2 separate regions of the Zea mays genome follow, and region 2 is linked to region 1. The links are chromatin contacts, called in public Hi-C maps. All regions are on one chromosome and are shown on one strand. The core of a region is the stretch at or near the end of the contact, and the rest is flanking DNA. Distances in the headings are between cores, read along the strand shown.

Region 1 (5,627 bases), core at 807-3,306:
CAGAACCCCGGCGAGCGGCGGCGGCACATCGTCTCGGCCATCGGGATGGCCTTCAACGGCTGGTACAACCGCCTCTACATTGCGACAGGCCAGGTGAGCCGCGCTCCTGCTACAACGACTTCTTGAACCTCAGCTGCTGGACTGGCAGTGGCAGCTCGAATGAACGTTGTTTGCCTGTCTCGTAGTATAAAATATGCAGGCTCGATCAACAACCAACAGTAAATGAATGTATAATGGTGGTTCTCTTATAAAAAATGCAAGCCTAAATAGAATTTACAGAGATAGTTAACTTATTAGGATGTGTTCTGTTTGACTTTTGGCCATGGCTTCTACCTTCCAAAAACCAGAAGCCAAACCAAAGACCTTATTCTAACGAGCATATTTTCTCAAAGCCGACTTTCTCGAATTGGAAATTGAAAACATCTTTGAATATGTTTTTAGCGACTTTTGAATATAATGGGAGAACTTTCCCATAGGCCTTTGGTGATGTTCTGAATGTATATAGTTTTCCCTTCCGATGTACTTTCCCAGATATCGTCCTAATTGAAATACGTGTATGGATATTTCAGGGACGTACCCCTGGGAAACAATTTGTCAAGAAATTTCAGGGAAGCACGTACTTGTTTGTTAAGATGGACCAATGCAAGGCTACGGTCTACGGATCGGACCTGACAAACTACTGAGGTGGTATTTTTGTCACGAGAAGACTTACCTGAAAACAAAGTGTAGAAGCAAGGGTAAAGATTGACCTGATCCTTGCATTATTATTGCATACTTTCTTTACGTCGTCGTGTCTCGTCCTGGCCGCCATCACCTTGCCATTAATTTTTTTATTTCGCTCACGAGAATGAGAGCGTCGTCTGCCGACTGCCTGTTTGTTACAGCTCGAGCAGCAAAGAAAGCGCGTGTGTCAACTCGGCCAAGGTATGTCGTCAACTCATCATTGTTTTTTCAGAGAAATGACGACCTCTCATAGCACAGTACGGAGAGTCGGAGACTGTCGCTCTATCACGTCTGGACCAAGTCCAAAACAATCCATTTGCTGTTGCTAGATGAAGTAGTATGCACACAAGATATGCTGCTCTTGCTGTAGATGAAGGTATAGGATTGGGACATGGGCTTTTACTGCTAATGTCAAGTTTTGTGCTTGGCTTTTGCGTTTGCTTTAATCCGCGGGTTGCACATTCCATGATCATTCTTTGCTTTTTGCAGATAGCAATGCTTTGCATAAGGCTGTGAGCTCTGACCAAAGCAGCCTGTTGTACTGTTTTGAAATACCCTGTTGGACACTTGGACTACAAATAGCAGCTAAGCGTCTGTAAAAGTTAAAATTTAAGATTGATATGCTGAAGGTTCAAGAACAAAATTGATATGTTTTTGAATCAACTAGAATTTAATTTTGTGCACTCTGTTTGTACATCTGCATCTACATCGATTGGCGTGCCTGGTTAGAACAACATATATTGTATGCTCATTAATTATCGTGATAGTCTCATGCACACCTAAAGTATTTTATTACTATTGCCCCAATCTACCAAAACTCGAGAACAATTTATATGAAAGGTATATAGCAATTTATTCAAGAATTATATTGTCTCGATAGGGCGCCCGTAAGGGTGCCACTTATTCTAGTTAATATCAAGGAGCTAACTATTAACGTAGGCTATAAAGATTAGTTACATTATATAGATAAGCTAAGACGCATGCTATAACAGTGAGCAATCAACTATATTATTACTTTTTTTGTTGATATCAGACAAATATAAATTATTCTCATTGTTTATATTAGGATTATTATATTTTTTCTTTACATATTTTATTAACTTTTATTAATCATTTAGTTACATCATTTCATTTATTTGGTATGCTAGTCTAGAAAATAGTGAACATTAAAATATATTGTTTTATTTTTTAGTTTCAAGACTCTTTTGATATGATGCGACAGTGTTAAAAAAGTGTTATGAAACTGAAAGTCCCGTTGAGAATAACCTATGAACGAAAAATAAATGCGTCAAAACTGAAAACCAACCATCCACATGGCCGACGTGATTGATATGGATGTTTTCACGAAACCTGACCAGTAGCCGTCCTCGTCTTCCACGTTGTGTTTCTCGCCCACCTATCTATATTTATCATAAAAAACAGCCAAATCGAGCGAGGCGACGAGGGCGAGTAGTAGTTGGCGAGTTGGAGCAGGTCTGGGTCTGGCCGTGTGAGTTATTTCCCAGCCAGGCATCTGAGAGCTTTGGTCTTGACCTCGACAGAGATCGCCATGGACGCATCGGCGGAGGTGGACCACCTCGCCGCCGAGAGGTCGGCCGCGCGCTTCGATGTCGAGGCGATGAAGGTTGCATGGGCTGGCTCGCGACACGCCGTCGAAGTCGGCGACCGCATGGCCCGACTCGTCGCGTCCGACCCTGTAAGTGATTGCTTCCTTGACCCCCTTCTCCCCCCGATCCCCAATTCCACCTCCTTCGCATAGATCAGAATCAGATGCGCCTCCCCTCCCCTTCGCATGGATTGCTTGCGGGCTCTTCGCTTGCCCTTCCCCAACTTTTCAGCTTCATTCACTAGCTGACATCCACACAATCCGTGCTTTGCCTTTTCCGCTCCCCCCCGGATCAATCCCAATCTCGTTTCCTTCTTCCTGATAAAACAGCAACACCTTTCCGCATCTGATCTCCTGTAGCCTCTCTATGCAAGGCAGAAAAAAACTAACAAGTAAACGGATTTCGCAAGCCATGGTTTACCCAGCTCAATTCGGCTTTGACTGTTTCACCTCACCACCTTTTCCTTAAATTATTCGGATCTAGAATATTCATAGCTCCACTACTAATACCAGTTTTCTCAGTGTTTCCCTATGACCCCACGATGCTGACTAAACCGATAACCTTTTGTCTTATAAACAGTAGTTACGTGTTGACTTATTCTAGCATACATGATTGCTTTCCGGTTTCGAACTGTATATTATCCTTGTGAGAAATTGTAATATTGCTATTTCTGTTTTAGAAAAAGCAACAGTAAGATTGTAACCGTCATTCTTCCTATTTCCCTTGTTCCTAGTTTCCTAAAGGTTGTAAAGGCTAACATTGAGCCAAATCAGCACCCAAGCTTTGATTATCAAGCCAAGATAATGCATCAGGTTACAGTAGCTAACTTTCCTTCGCGAGAAGTTCACTTACAATTCCACCTGCTTAATACGTAGGTCTTCCGCAAGGATAACAGGACCATGCTCTCCAGGAAGGACTTGTTTAAGGACACTCTAAGAAAGGCAGCCCATGCATGGAAGCGTATTGTGGAACTACGTCTCACAGGTACCAAGTCGCCTAGATTCCAACACCAACCAAAGAAGTATCGAGCCATTTTGCTAGATAAGACAGTTTCACTGATGTTCTACTGTGTTGTATTGCTGGATTGGCAGAGGAGGAAGCAGGTATGCTGAGGCTATACGTCGATCAGCCTGGTTATGTTGATCTGCATTGGGTATGCCTATCAACCTTTATTGCATCAGTATATGTTCTTATCGTACCACGGTGAATCCTTTGTTGTCCATGCTGTGTGCTAAGGTCTTCTGGAATTGGTGCTGCTGGATGCTCAGCATATGGTTCTTGGGTTTCTGTAAAAATAAGGGCCTATCATTTAATAAGAAACAGATATAAGATTCCTGCCATTGAATAACATATAGTTTTTGTACAAGCTTCATCAATATTTTCACCTTACAAGTTACAAAAACAATGTCATCTTGCAGGGCATGTTTGTTCCTGCTATAAAAGGTCAAGGTACTGAGGAGCAGCAGAAAAAGTGGTTACCAATGGCTTACAAGTTCCAAATAATTGGGTGCTATGCTCAGACTGAACTCGGTCATGGCTCAAACGTTCAGGGCCTTGAAACAACTGCCACATTTGATCCAAAGACTGATGAGTTTGTCATCCACAGTCCAACTCTGACCTCCAGCAAAGTAAAGTCCTGTGAATCAACTACCTCCATTTTGATTTATTTTAAAACCATTCTTTTCCTTTCCTTTTTTTTGTGTTACTTTAGCCATTTGTATCTTGTTCAAAATCTTGTCCACAATTTGTTACATCTATCTTCATGTTGGCAGTGGTGGCCTGGTGGCTTGGGGAAAGCTTCCACTCATGCAGTGGTGTATGCTCGGCTGATAACTGAAGGAAAGGACTATGGTATACATGGTAAGAGTGTTTTGTGTTTAGGTGATATTTAAGTGTTCTCCTAGTCTCCTTTGTTTCTTATGCACGTCCTTGTCCCAGGTTTCATTGTGCAACTGCGAAGCTTAGAGGATCACTCCCCTCTTCCTGGTATTACTCTGGGTGATATTGGTGGAAAATTTGGCAGTGGTGCATATAACAGTATGGACAATGGTGTTCTGCGATTTGACCATGTGCGCATACCAAGGGATCAAATGTTGATGAGGTTCATTCATTCTGTTATTATACTTCACTGTGATACTTTATTTGTTTTTTTTTTGCAGCCTAACCCTATTCAAACTTGCTGTTTCTTTTTCATTCTAGGCTTTCACAAGTTACAAGGGAGGGGAAATATGTTCATTCAGATGTCCCAAAGCAGCTGCTTTATGGGACAATGGTTTTTGTTCGCCAGACAATAGTCGCAGATGCTTCTAAGGCTTTGTCCCGTGCTGTTTGCATTGCTGTACGATACAGCGCCATCCGAAAGCAGTTTGGCTCTCAAGATGGTGGCCCTGAGACTAAGGTATTCTATATTTATAATACCGAGCTCCGAGCCTCTTGTATTGCCATTTATCCATCTTCTTTATAATCTGTCAATTTCTTTCCAATTGGACACCAATATTTAGTTAAAGGGCAGACCTTCTATGGTCGTTTTGGGAGCTTGGATGTTGTCGAAGCATAGAAATGGTGCTGTCTTCCATGGAACTCCTCCGAACTTGGCTGTGGCTGTTCAGCTGGCCAGAGAGGAAGTCCTTCTGTAGTCTTTGGCTGGGGCTAAGGGGATTTCTTCCCTCCAAGCTCTAAGCCCTGCGGGTTATGTTTGCTTTAGTGTTGGGGGCGTCTGGTTGCAGGCAGGCGCACGGTTTTTGCTCCTATTCTTGTTTTGGTGCAGGCTGTTTATGTTGGGTCCTTAATGTGTGTGTGTGGGAGTATGTTGATGTGTGTATCTGGGTGTGTTCCGGGGTCCTTACCCCTCCTTAATACAATGACACACAGCTCTCCTGTGTATTTGATTAAAAAAAGTGCCGGAGGCTCCCACGTAAGGGCTTGTTCGTTTTTGTGTTAATCCATGTGGATTGGGTTGGATTAAATCCATAGCAAGTCAAAAACTCAAAATCCATCTCAATCCCACCCAATACACTCTAATCCACATGGAATATCAATAACCGAACAAGACCTAAGTGGTTTCTAGAGAAGGGATAAACCTAGCCAAGCATCCCCGTAAATGCGGAGAGGCTGCTTTGAACATGTGACCTGTTGACTCAGTGAGACGGCTCTCACCACTGCACCAGGCCTGCCCTTCAGACACCAATATCTAGTTGCTAGTAATAAATTGCTGACTGTTACCACCATATCATTGTAGATATGCTCATAGTTATCCCAAATACCACTAGCAGATAACAATAAGCACCTCAGCTATTG
Region 2 (5,123 bases), core at 2,116-4,615, 160 kb after region 1:
AAACACAGCATCACGGGAGACGATCACACGGGTACGGATGGGATCATAGAAGCGGTATGCCTTGCTTCCTGCTTCATAGCCGATGAAGACCGCCTTGACTCCACGATCATCCAGCTTGCCTTGGTGCGGGCGGAGGTGCTTGACGTAGGCAATGCATCCGAACACCCTGAGGAAATGCACGGGAGGTTTCTTGCCATACCAAGCCTGGAACGGAGTCATGCCGTCAAGTGCATTTGTAGGCGATCGGTTGAGGAGAAACACAGCAGTGTGCACTGCCTCTCCCCAGAAATAGCCTGGCATGCCCCGCGCGCGCAGGATGCTCCTTGCCGTGTTCACGACCATCTGGTTCCGGCGTTCTACAACGCCGTTTTGCTGCGGCGAGTATGGCGCCGAATGATGGCGCTGGATGCCTTCACCTGCACAATATTCTCCAAACTGTACAGAGGTGAATTCTCCTCCATTGTCAGTACGGAGGACCTTCAGTTTCTTGCCGGTTTCGCGTTCGACGCGCGCCTGGAATGTCATAATCGCCGCCGCTGCATCCGCCTTTGAGCGCAGCAGCGTGAGCCACATATATCGACTCATGTCATCGACAAGAAGCAGGAAGTAGAGGTTCCCCGCAGGTGTTGGTGGCGAGATCGGGCCGCACAGATCGCCATGGACCAGTTCGAGCTCCTCCTGAGCCCGGTACTTGGCAGCCTGCGGGAACGGTGTCCGTTTCTGTTTTGCCAGGACGCAGTCCTCACAGACTTGGTCCACATGGTCGATCGGCGGGAGTCCTCGCACCATGTCTGCGCGCCCGAGCTTGCGCAGCGACCGGAAATTGAGGTGGCCATAGCGCTCATGCCAGCGCCACGCCACGTCGCTGACCCGCGCGGTGAAGCACACCGGAGCAGCTATGTTCATGTCGAGGAGGTAGAGTCGGCTAGGTGTTCGGTGCACCTTTGCCAGTAGTTGTCGCTGCAGATCGTACAAGCGTAGGACGCCTGCTTCGATGTCGATCTTGAATCCGTCCTCGTCCATTTGGCCGAGGCTGACAATGCTGGTGGTGAGCCGCGGGATGTAGTAGACGCCGTCGAGCCGACGGTGTTCGCCGGATTTGCAGGCAAACAACACCGTGCCCTTGCCCTGGATATCCACCAGGGACCCATCTCCGAACTTAACGGTGCCCGTTACGCCGGAGTCCAGCTCGGCGAAGACGTTGCGCGAGCCCGTCATGTGGTTCGTCGCCCCGGTGTCAAGTACCCAGCGGTGAAGCATCACAGCCTCCTCCTCCTGCTCCTGGCTGAGGTGAAGGAGTACCTTGGGTTCGATGATGTGGACCTGCTCCTGCGTCTCAGCTGCAAACGCCGGTGAAACAGAGTGGCAGCATGACACGGGTGGCCTGATTACCTCCGTGTCTGCAGCGATGTACATCAGTGCGCGCTCGTCATCTTCTTCGGCCTGCGCAACGTGTGCCGCACCCTTCTTCTTCTTCCCGCGGCAGTCTCGGGCCCAGTGCCCTTCCTTGCCGCAGTTGTGGCAGGCCGTGCCAGGTGGCGGCTTTCCACCGCCCGCGTTCCTGGCACCAGCGTTCTGGCCATCGTGGGCATGCATCGTGGATCTTGCGTCGCCGCGACCACGTCCTCGGCTTTGGCGCTTCCCGCGGCTGCTGGAGCCGCCGCTGCCACCAGAGCTCTTCTGCTCACGTCGGGCCTTGCAGCGTGCCTCCCAGTCTTCCTCACAGAGCATCAGGCGCCCCAAGGCGTCCGTGACCTCCTTCGGCTTGCCACGTTCCTCGAAGACGCGTAGCCTCCCGATGACCTCCTCGATCGACACCTTGTTCAGGTCGAGGAACATTTCGAGGGAGACGGCGGCTTGCGAGAGCCGATCCGGGACAACCTGCAGAAGTTTTTTCACTACCTCGGCGTCCGTGATGTTGTCGCCGAGGGTGCGGAGGTTGGCGGCGAGCGTCGAGATGCGGATGCCGAACTCGGAGACGGTCTCCCCTTCCTTGAAGGCGATTGCGCCGAACTCGCGGCGCAGTTGCTGCGCGCTGTCATCGCGCGCGCGATCGTCACCGATCCGGAGCACCTTGACTGCGTCCCATGCCTCCTTGACGGTCTCCTTGCGGCCGAGTGTTGCCCACATCTCAGATGGTACCGAGCGCAGGAGGCCGGCCATGGCCTGACGGTCCTGCTGGTACTCGTCTTCATCGTCGTTGTCGTCAATGCCGTGCTCGACGACGTCCCAGACACGGAGTGTCTGATAGTTGACTTGCATTACGAGCGCCCACTCGGAGTAATTCGTCCGCGTGAGCATCGGCCACGCGACGTTCGCGGACGGGCGCTCGATGACGCGCTCGACGACGCGTGAGCCGGAGCGGCGGCGGCTGTGTGAGCGGCCACGGCGTCGCGACGGCGATCGCGAGTGCTTGACCTTCTGCTCCCCGTCGAGGTCGTCCGTTGGCTTCACCTTGGATGGTGGTCGGGACGACATGGCGACGGCGGAGAATAGGCTCTGGTACCAAATGACAGAGTCCCGTACGATGAAGACAGACACACGAGATGTATTTTGGTGAAGCAGAGCGACTTGCTTGCTTCTGTTGTTTTGCTATTGCTATTTAAAGAGAACATACGCAGCTATACATGGTTACCCAATCCCGGCATAATCGTGCTCGATGATTGCCATCCCAATCACCTGGGGTATGCCGTAATCTGGGCACACCTTCTTCTAATGGCGCTAAGGGCCTCTGCCTTCTATAGTTAGCAGCTAGGATTTATTCAAACAGAGCTCACGTCAGTTGGGACTGGGATGGGAAAGGCGGATGGACATGGTAGTGGTCTCGCGGGAATGGCCTCGACCGTCCAATGCATCATGGTGCCGTAATAATGGCCGGGGTGATCGACGAAGACGTATCTGAAGAAGGTGGTGTTCTGGGTGCTGGCGCGGAGAAGACGGTGAGAGGCTTGGAGCATGACGACGTGGACGTTGTCCACATAGGCAGCCTCCCAGAGGACGTCGTCCTGCTCCGGGGTCTCGTAGACGCCCTGGACCGTGAGGTTCGCATGGTGACGGGTGTCGACCCACGTCGTGACGCGCGAGACGGCGAGGTACCGGCCGTAGGCGGCGCTGTGGAGGAGGATGTAGATGCGGTCGTGGCGCCATACCCGGTGCACCTGCCACGCCGTTTGCAGGGAGCCGCGCTGCGGCTTCAGGATGACGCCCGCGCCGTCGTCGTCGGCGTAGAGGTACGTGCCGTACGCGCGGTTCCGCAGCCGCACGAACGCCCGGTCGGGGAAGAAGTCCATGGCCCGCGGTGGTGGTGCTTCTCCTGCGGCGGCGGATGCCGACGACGGCGACGGGGGTGGGTTTCTCGCGCGCTGTGGCGAGAGGCGAAGGGAGTTCGAACTTTTGAGTTTTGAAGTTCGAAGCGATGCCAGCTGTCCACTCGTTGGCGTAGGCGTAGTTAGGTCGGTTCTGAATAGCAGCTGTCCACTGGCAGGTGGGGTCAGTCAGCCCCTGCAGCCACTGGCATGTTAGTCCACAAAATCTTGAGATGATTTTCGATGCTTCCTAATCCTATTTCTACACGATGCAGCTCCCGTGAGCACCAGCGTGTTCGCCTCGGTGTCCAGCATAGATTTAGATGGTCCCACTTTCCATCCTCTAGAGCTCCAGCCGGCCGCCTCGTATCTGGGCCTGCTACAGGCTTCATCTTTTTTTTTTGGCAAGCTGTACTGACGTTTATGTGGTATCACATTATCTTCTTTTTATCTGGTTCAGTCATTAGTTCAGTGGTGAGCCCTTCCCAAACCTTTCCCTGGCTACGTAGCTTTCCATACCGGACTCTTGCTCGCTTTCCAGTGAAAAGTGGTGGCATGGATGCTGCAGTTCACGAACACGAAGCGATCGTACGACCACAAGCCCTGCACATTCTGTTCGGAAGAAACATGGCTAACTGTGCATGCGAGTTGCACTACCGGAATCAGCCACTCCGTAAAGATTAAAAAACACTTGATGGAATCAGCCACTCCGCAAAAATTGAAAAATACTTGGCGAAGTCTTTGCTGAGTGACACTCGACAAAAAAAAAACTCGGCAAACTGTACATCGACAATAACTTCTTTGCCGAATACTTTTTATCGGGCACTCGACAAAGACTTTGCCGAGTGTCAGCCGGTACTCGGCAAAGAAAAGTCGTCGCCACGGCGCCAGGTAACGGCGACCAGAAAAAACGTTTGTGTTCTCATAGAGTAATTAAATCCTTGTTGAACCCTCCTTTTCGACGATGAACATAGGGTGTTAGGTGGTGCATTATGATTCTATTTCTCAAATTTGGTGAAATGACCATGTTCTTCATATTAGTACTAACTAACTAATTATGATGAATGAGGTGTTGATAGCTCAACTCATTCCATTCCACAAACCAAACAAAAAAATAAGGAGTGAGAAAATGATGGAGTAGCTTATTCCTCAAACCAAACACCCTATTAATGTTTCGCTCACCTCCTGATATTGTGTCAAATGTCTTCTGGACCTTGTTTTAGCATATGTTCCGCTCACATCCTGATATTGTATCAAATGTCGATTGACATGTGAAAAAAACTAAAACTACTGTTGAGCACCATTTGTGCCACTAGGCATGGTCAGACGGTCCGTCATTGTGGCCTGGACGATCCGTCATTGTGGCCTGGACGGCCATATGCGCGGATGATCAGCGATAGGATTAGATCAGGCGATTAAACTCCTATCTCCTCGCGTATTTACCTCTCTAATCTCGCGGGAGCTGTTGGAGGACGTCTAGGAATGGGTCTAGACCTTTCCCTTATATATTTGAAGGGGTGCGGTCGATTGAGAAACCAACAATCGATTAGACAATCAATTTATCTTCTGTTATTTACTTTTTGTCCTATGAGTAGACAATAACATATATTTCTTCCTCTAATCTTCACCTCTCTCTGGCTCTACGTCGTTTAGAGGCGTTTTGGGTGGCCTGCCGATCCCAAGTCAAACCCTAAGACCTCTCCTCCCCGACGGGGTCCCTCCTGGGAGCGAGATCCAGGTGCTATTGGTGAACTTTGTCGCCTCTGCGCACGTGCAGACCGTCCGGTCACCACGCGCAGACCGTCTGACTTGTCAAGC

What was found. A called contact is a pair of places that touch in the nucleus more often than the background predicts.
Region 2: a Hi-C map of leaf shows a contact between it and region 1, with 3 times the contacts expected there. The contact joins the promoter of LOC100278185 here to the promoter of LOC100191469 in region 1. A contact is called at or near these places in 2 of 25 Hi-C or Micro-C datasets (ear and leaf).

Annotation. Positions count from the first base shown.
Region 1 is chr9:18,959,974-18,965,600 of Zm-B73-REFERENCE-NAM-5.0, forward strand. LOC100191469 (Acyl-coenzyme A oxidase) reads left to right here and starts at 2,057. Exons shown (of 14, transcript NM_001136902.1): 1 at 2,057-2,419; 2 at 3,206-3,314; 3 at 3,422-3,483; 4 at 3,749-3,958; 5 at 4,103-4,190; 6 at 4,269-4,431; 7 at 4,530-4,728. The coding sequence starts at 2,273. It also overlaps the pseudogene LOC103639769.
Region 2 is chr9:19,114,402-19,119,524 of Zm-B73-REFERENCE-NAM-5.0, forward strand. It overlaps LOC100278185, which reads right to left and starts at 3,366. Exons shown (of 3, transcript NM_001151543.1): 1 at 2,778-3,366. The coding sequence starts at 3,290.